Linked DNA regions of Zea mays: region 1 is linked to region 2. Evidence: chromatin contacts called from public Hi-C data. All regions are on one chromosome and are shown on one strand. The core of a region is the stretch at or near the end of the contact, and the rest is flanking DNA. Distances in the headings are between cores, read along the strand shown.

Region 1 (3,744 bases), core at 18-2,517, 260 kb before region 2:
AAATCAGCGTGAACAGTACGAGAGTACTGTTCATCTATTTATAGGCACGGGTCGCAGCCCATGTAAAATTACATCCAGACCCTTTGCCTATGACAACAACTCTATAGTAATTTATCCGGGTCTAAATAGTCTTTTCCTTTTTAAGTCGGTTTCCTCTTTTCTGTCATCATGCCGAAGCTCCCTTGCGTACAGCTTCGGCTCTGCTCCATCCTTTGTGTTGTTTCCGTGCTTCTTCACACCGTGGGCCTTTGTTCGAAGATCCCTGTTCATACAATATACTCTAGAGACATTGTTAAATCATGTTTTTGAGGACCTTCGGAAGCCGAAGGCCCCCAACAAGCTTCGTACGATATTACATTTATGTCCTTAGAGATTACACATAAAGTTTACGAATATCACAGGGACAACATTGTCTTTTACCCTCAGCGACATGGATGACACCTTGTATCATCTTCCCGTGTTGTCATAACAAAGCTACCTTCATTACGCTTCCACCGTTCCGCGTCAAAGCTATTCTGGTTCCGAAGCTCCTGTAAGACTTGGCAATATGCTGATAACAAATGGTTAACCGTGTTTTTGAGGACCTTCGGAAGATAAAGGCCCACAACACATGTATCCGTCCCATTTCTAATTATTTGTATCTGATCCCAAACACGATTGAAATATGTTATTGTAGGATACTATTTGTTCGTATCTTTCACCCCTAAGGCCGTCTGCAGCAGTCTATCCAAAGTTTACTCAAAAGCATTGTTTTTCACTGTTCTACGCTGTAGACTGTATTGTTCGCAGAGTGGAGTTTGAATATATGTATAGATATGGGTAAGGTGCTGGAGATATGCTAAGAGCATCTTCAATAAGGAGTTCTGAAATAGAGCCCTAAAAATTGAAATAGAACCACTTTTAAAGTGTATAGAGCCTCAAATTTTATACCTTAACAGTTAGACCTTAAATAATGCTATTAGAAAATAAATTATGTTATTAAGAAATAAATAGTTGTATATTAAGAGAAAGCAAGACTATGGCTCGAATATATAGGGTACTATATTTAGAGGTGTTTGGTTTTATGGGCTAATTTTTAGTACATTCATTTAATTCCATTTTAATACTTAAATTATTAAATATGAAAAAATAAAATAAAAATTTAATTTCTATACTTTGTAATGTATAGACTAAAATAATATAAAATAAAGAGACTAAAAATTAGTATCTACAAACCAAACACTTCCTTATAAATTGAGACATCATACTCTAGAATTTTAATAAAATAGACCATTGTTGAACTGTATTTTATGGTTCCGAACGTTGTTTAAGGTCTCTCGGACATGTCCTAACTCCTCGAGCTAAAAAAAAAACGCAAGAAAACAGGGCAAGACCACAAATCCAAACCCCCGCATCGTCCTCGTCGCCGCCACAGAGCCCCTCGTCTCGGCCGCCCTTCGCCGCCTCCGCGGAGCAGGCATCGCAGGAGACCAAAGATCCGGCCAGCTCTGATGTCAGGAGCTAGTGGCTCAACCGGGCGCGCGGCCCCGCGGTACGCCCCGGATGACCTGACGTTGCTCAAGCCGTGGCGCGGCCTCGTCGACGGCACCACCGGCTACCTGTACTACTGGAACCCGGAGACGAACGTCACGCAGTACGAGCGGCCTATGCCCCCTGAGAATCAGCTGCCCCCGCCCCCGCCCCCGTTGCCTCCCCCGCCTCCCCGGAGCCGCGACCGGCGCGACAGGTCCAGATCCCGATCCCGCACCCCTCCCAGGCGCGACCGCCGCGACCGCGACCGTGACGACGAGCATGCGTCCTCCAAGACGGCGTCTTCCCACCACCATCCGGCTCCGATAGCCGTCGCCGACTATCCGTCCACCGAGGCATACCGACGCCGCCATGAGATCACCGTCACGGTATGAATTCTACGCGGCCACATCTCCTGCTATAATGTTAGACGCAGCTCAAGCTCGTATCATGTTATCTTTTCGTCCCTTGTTGATGGGTCTCTCTTCCTGTTTGCAGGGGGATAACGTGCCGGCTCCAATAACTTCATTTGAGGCTGGTGGCTTCCCATCAGAAATTCTGAAGGAGGTATGGTTCCATAGGTGAACCCACATAACTCATGATCTAATTCTAACCCTAACAAAGTTGCATGCGAGGGACCAAGGTCTTCAAGTATGGCGAGGGAAATGGATCGTGCACATGTGCTCCAGTTGCCTGCTTGTTTCTCTTTATTTGCTTCATTGTGCTAAATCAGCGCTGGCTATGTGTACCGACTGCTTATCTCCATCTGTGGCAGATGCGATATCTGCTCCGAGGGGGAGCTAATGTCGTATGCTGCCTCGCGCGCCCTTGGCCAATCTATAAGTGAGATGAGCTGAGGGCAGGTCTTGCTGATGGAGCTGCCAAGGTGGGTGAACGCTCGAGGTTGCTCGCTTCCTCCCTGGGGGGCCGCCCATGGAGCGGAGGAGGGCCACCCACTCGTGGCACCCACGGTGGCTGATTTGTCGCTCTGCGTCCAATTCTTGGAAAAGGCTCCTTGCATGGATGATGGGCTTCTTCTGGGGCTTGACCCATGGAGGTCTGGCCCAGGCTGTCAACGCCCATCCATATATAGGATCGGGTGGCAGCTGCTGGAAGGGGCCTTGTGGATCAACGGTCTATGCCTGAGTGAGCCTCCATGGACTCTGTTAGAGCTTTTTCTACTTCGCCTTGTGTGCGCAAGTCTACACATTGCGGGAACATTTTATTTGTATGGCCTTAAATTGTCCTCATGCATTGTCTTTATTTGTGCAACAAAGAGTTCAAAGGGGATATGTTTAATCAAATTTAACCACTTATATGAATTCTTACATTGTCTTTATTTCCCTTGTTTGTTGCTATTCCCCCATTTTACTTTCTGAAGATACAACGTGCTGGATTTGCAAGCCCAACACCTATCCAAGCGCAGTCATGGCCAATTGCTATGCAAAATCAAGATGTAGTAGCTATTGCGAAGACTGGATCAGGCAAAACTCTTGGTTATCTACTTCCTGGATTTATGCATATCAAGCGCCTGCAGAACAGCACTAGGAATGGTCCAACAGTGCTAGTTTTGGCCCCAACAAGGGAACTTGCAACGCAGATTCTGGATGAAGCTATGAAATTTGGAAGATCATCTAGAATTTCTTGCACGGTTTGTTCTGTCTGTATCTATTTTAATATACAAATGGTCACGATTTTATGTTTTACCAGGTTATTAATTCAAAAAACCTTCTGAGGAATGTTTAAACTGTTGACCATGTGTTGAAGTTATATTGTGAATTATTATATTGTACTTGTTGATCTGTGTGACTGTCTAATGTTTGTCTCACTGTCATGATCTCTGGTTTATATATTCATTGTTTAACCTTTGGTTCTTGATCTGCTTGTAGTGCCTATACGGTGGTGCTCCTAAAGGTCCTCAGTTGAGAGATTTAGATAGAGGGGTTGATGTTGTTGTTGCAACACCTGGAAGGTTAAATGACATTTTGGAGATGCGAAGGGTAAGTCTTAAGCAAGTGTCATATCTTGTTCTGGATGAGGCTGATCGCATGCTGGACATGGGCTTTGAGCCACAAATACGGAAGATAGTGAAAGAGATACCTCACCGTCGGCAAACCCTTATGTACACCGCTACTTGGCCCAAGGAAGTCCGGAGGATTGCAGATGATCTTCTTGTCCATCCTTTACAGGTGACAATTGGAAATGTTGATGAACTTGTTGCTAATAGTGCTATTA
Region 2 (3,223 bases), core at 260-2,759:
ACTCAATTTGTTTAGGGCCCAAATTGAAGGTCCGTTTCCAACCATTGAGCCTTAAACTAGGTTTATGTTGGAACCACCGGCCTATTTCTGTTAGTCATCCAACAATCGTCGAAGGCCCCCCAAGTCGCCCATGCCAGGCGTGCGTGCGGTGTGCCTCGCCCAAGTTTCAGTGTCGGTTTATTCAGTAATTGGGTTCCATGCATTCATCTCTTACTTTCTGTTATAGTTTATACAACTTCCTGTTTCAGTTTATACAACTTGTGATGTAACAGTTTCAGTAGCCAAATCAAATGTTGTACTTAAACATTGACATTGTTGTACTGAAACACGATTTCAGTGGCCGAAGCAAATGAGGTACTAAAAAATTGTTGTGCTGAAGCTAATGATTTAGAAGCCGAAATAAATGATGCACCTCATATTATGTGGCCTAAAAAACTGAAGGACATTGCAACATCCTAAACTAAATAACTTATTGTGGCCGAAGCAAATAAATAAGCATATGGAACTTTTTGTTACTAAATGGAAAGATGCACATGATCTCACATGATTCGATGGCAGTCAATGGGCAAGATCTAACATTTTTCTTAGGACATGATTCAGGTATAGCAATAAGAAAGCAGACACAGATTCAGGACATGATTTAGCCTTACCAGTTTGCATATGACACCACAAAAATAACCGATGATAGATAACTATAAGAAAACAGACTACTATAGGAGAACAACCCACAATTTTCTTACTTTGCAGAAACTAGGGCAACTCAATACATATACACAAACTTCCCGTTCTCAATTCACACAAATGGCTCGTTCTTCACAAAAACTTCTTGTTCTTACATCACAGAAACAACAACATGGTTGTTACACATAGATAGATAATAAGCTCACTCACACATACACAAACAACTTCTTGTTCTTTCAACACAAATACTATGTTCATCCACACAAAATGTACCCGTGGAGCACCAAGCAGATTCACCAGACGAGAACAGAGAGACACACCAGGGGATGTGGGAGGATGGAGAGGAGCATCATGCTTCTAGGGGAGCACCAAGCAGATCCGGCGTCGAGAACCACAACGCGAAATCTAAGCGGAGGCATGTGGGCGAATCGTGAAGCAGAAGATGGAGGGAACGGGCACGTGCGTGCGCCAAATTGGGAGGGAGGTTGGAGGGGACGGGTGGGGGCGTGCAACCGGATTGCCAGTAGATGGAGTGGAAGTGAGAAAGAAGACCACCAACGAAATTTCGCGTGATCAACAGTTCAACACACAAAGTATAGAGTGGATACTTTCTGGGTCTCAAATATGGTATTCATGAGTCTGGACCGTAAGACGGTAAGATGAATTTCATTAAAATAAGACTCCTGTTTTATTGTTTAGGCCCTGTATATTTTAATTTGTTTATACGTTCAGGGCTACTATTGAAGCAGACTCCACCCGGCGCGTCCTCGTCTCGTCTCGTCTCGCACGCACCCCTCACTTTCCTTGTCAATCGACTCGCGATCGAATCCGCCCCGAGGTTCCAAACCCTAGCTTTCTCTCATCCTCCACGAACCCTAGATCCAAAATCTAACACACGTCATCCTCTTATTATCGCCGTGCTTGACGCTTCTCTCTGCAGTCGATTCCGCCGCGGACCGACCGGTTCACTTCCCTTTTCTCCCGAGATCTCGACTCTCGAGGTGAGCGTTTTGATGCTCTTCTGCGGCTGTTTCGGCGGTTCGCATCGTCTGTATGCACCGTGATGCTCATATGCATTCGTTCGTGGTGTTGCTGACTGTTGCAGCAAGTATGGGTGAGGCGAAGGACAACGAGGTGTACGAGGAGGACCTAGTCGACTATGAGGAGGAGGTGGAGAATGTCATTGATGGCGCCCCCACCAACGGCTCCTCAGATGTCGTCAAGAAGTACGTTCCATAGGAGAGCTTTTGTTGCTAGATTTCGTGGTTGAGTAGTCTGATCTGAACTATTGGGGTTTCGCGTTGTGTGTTGTGTGTTGACAGGGGGTACGTAGGGATCCACAGCTCGGGGTTCAGAGACTTCCTGCTCAAGCCAGAGCTTCTTCGCGCCATTCAGGATTGCGGGTTTGAGCATCCTTCTGAAGGCAAGATTTACTTTTGTTCTTGTGCTAACTATGCCCTTTACTATCATATTAGCCTTGGATGCATTGGAACTAAATGTTGGTAAATATGTACTATTCTCTTAAATTGCAAGTTTGTGATGCACGGTTTGAGGGAAGAGGGATGTTAAACATGGGCCTGGGCTTGAAATCAAGCTATTTGACATCCTTAATATATGTTGAAGCAGGGCCATTCCCAACATACCAAGAACCTTGTGTAAATTAAATTTTATGACATGATAAGATCTAGTCTCTCCAATTTTTAGTTTTAGCAGTTCTTATGTCAAACATATTTTTAACTTCACCGTTAATCTATAAAAAAATACACTGATAACATAAAGCGTTATTAGATTCAGTATGGAAAGTGCATTTCAAGTCAATATATTAACCACCTTTTGTTTGAAATGCTATATTTTCATAGAAACTATATTGAAAATGCCAACATTTTAACATAAATATATGTCAAATTTTCACCATATACATCAGATAAATGTTCTAAATGACACATGTATGTTGATTTGGAGAGAGGATTGGAAGAGTGTTTGCAAATAAGTACATACTAAATATCAGGTAGAATCTGTGATAGTGTCTTAATACTATATGATACTCAAATAAGGACATGCTAAACATCATGATAGAGATGCTTTTGTGGGAAAGGTATATCAGAGGCGTAGGCAACAGGGACAAGAGCTAAAGTGAAGAGGAGTGTCGACAACATTGCTTTCTATGATAAGATAATTACTTTCGTAGATTTTTAGTTTGTTTCAGTTAGAGTTTGTTAGCACCTTTAGTTGCAGGGATTTATCTATCCGGTTTAGATCTGTTAGGATCTTTAGAGTTTACTCATTCAGTAGCTGCAGAGTTTATCCATTTAGATTGGATCTGTTAACAAATCCTTAGAGTTTATCCATTCAGGCACTCTCAGTCTATAAGAGAGAAGCTATATTTTGTATTAGGATCAGGAAAAGGAATAAATCTCTCCCAGAAAAGGGGGAGGTTACCTTTGAGACACGCTGGCAGGTTCATCCGGCTGTCAGCAAGTCTCTGGTTATCCTCCTTCCCACTCATACCAGCTTCGATCTCTTCCCCAATCTGCTTGTGTCT

What was found. Hi-C and Micro-C count contacts between places; a contact is called where the count stands out from the background.
Region 1: a Hi-C map of leaf shows a contact between it and region 2, with 2.7 times the contacts expected there. The contact joins the promoter of LOC103636001 here to the promoter of LOC100384654 in region 2. A contact is called at or near these places in 4 of 25 Hi-C or Micro-C datasets (leaf and tassel).

The regions. Positions count from the first base shown.
Region 1 is chr8:140,589,810-140,593,553 of Zm-B73-REFERENCE-NAM-5.0, reverse strand. It overlaps LOC103636001 (DEAD-box ATP-dependent RNA helicase 40), which reads left to right and starts at 1,267. Exons shown (of 7, transcript XM_008658360.3): 1 at 1,267-1,898; 2 at 2,008-2,076; 3 at 2,891-3,160; 4 at 3,399-3,744. The coding sequence starts at 1,491.
Region 2 is chr8:140,331,433-140,334,655 of Zm-B73-REFERENCE-NAM-5.0, reverse strand. LOC100384654 reads left to right here and starts at 1,509. Exons shown (of 13, transcript NM_001177139.1): 1 at 1,509-1,519; 2 at 1,622-1,682; 3 at 1,787-1,907; 4 at 2,004-2,104. The coding sequence starts at 1,792.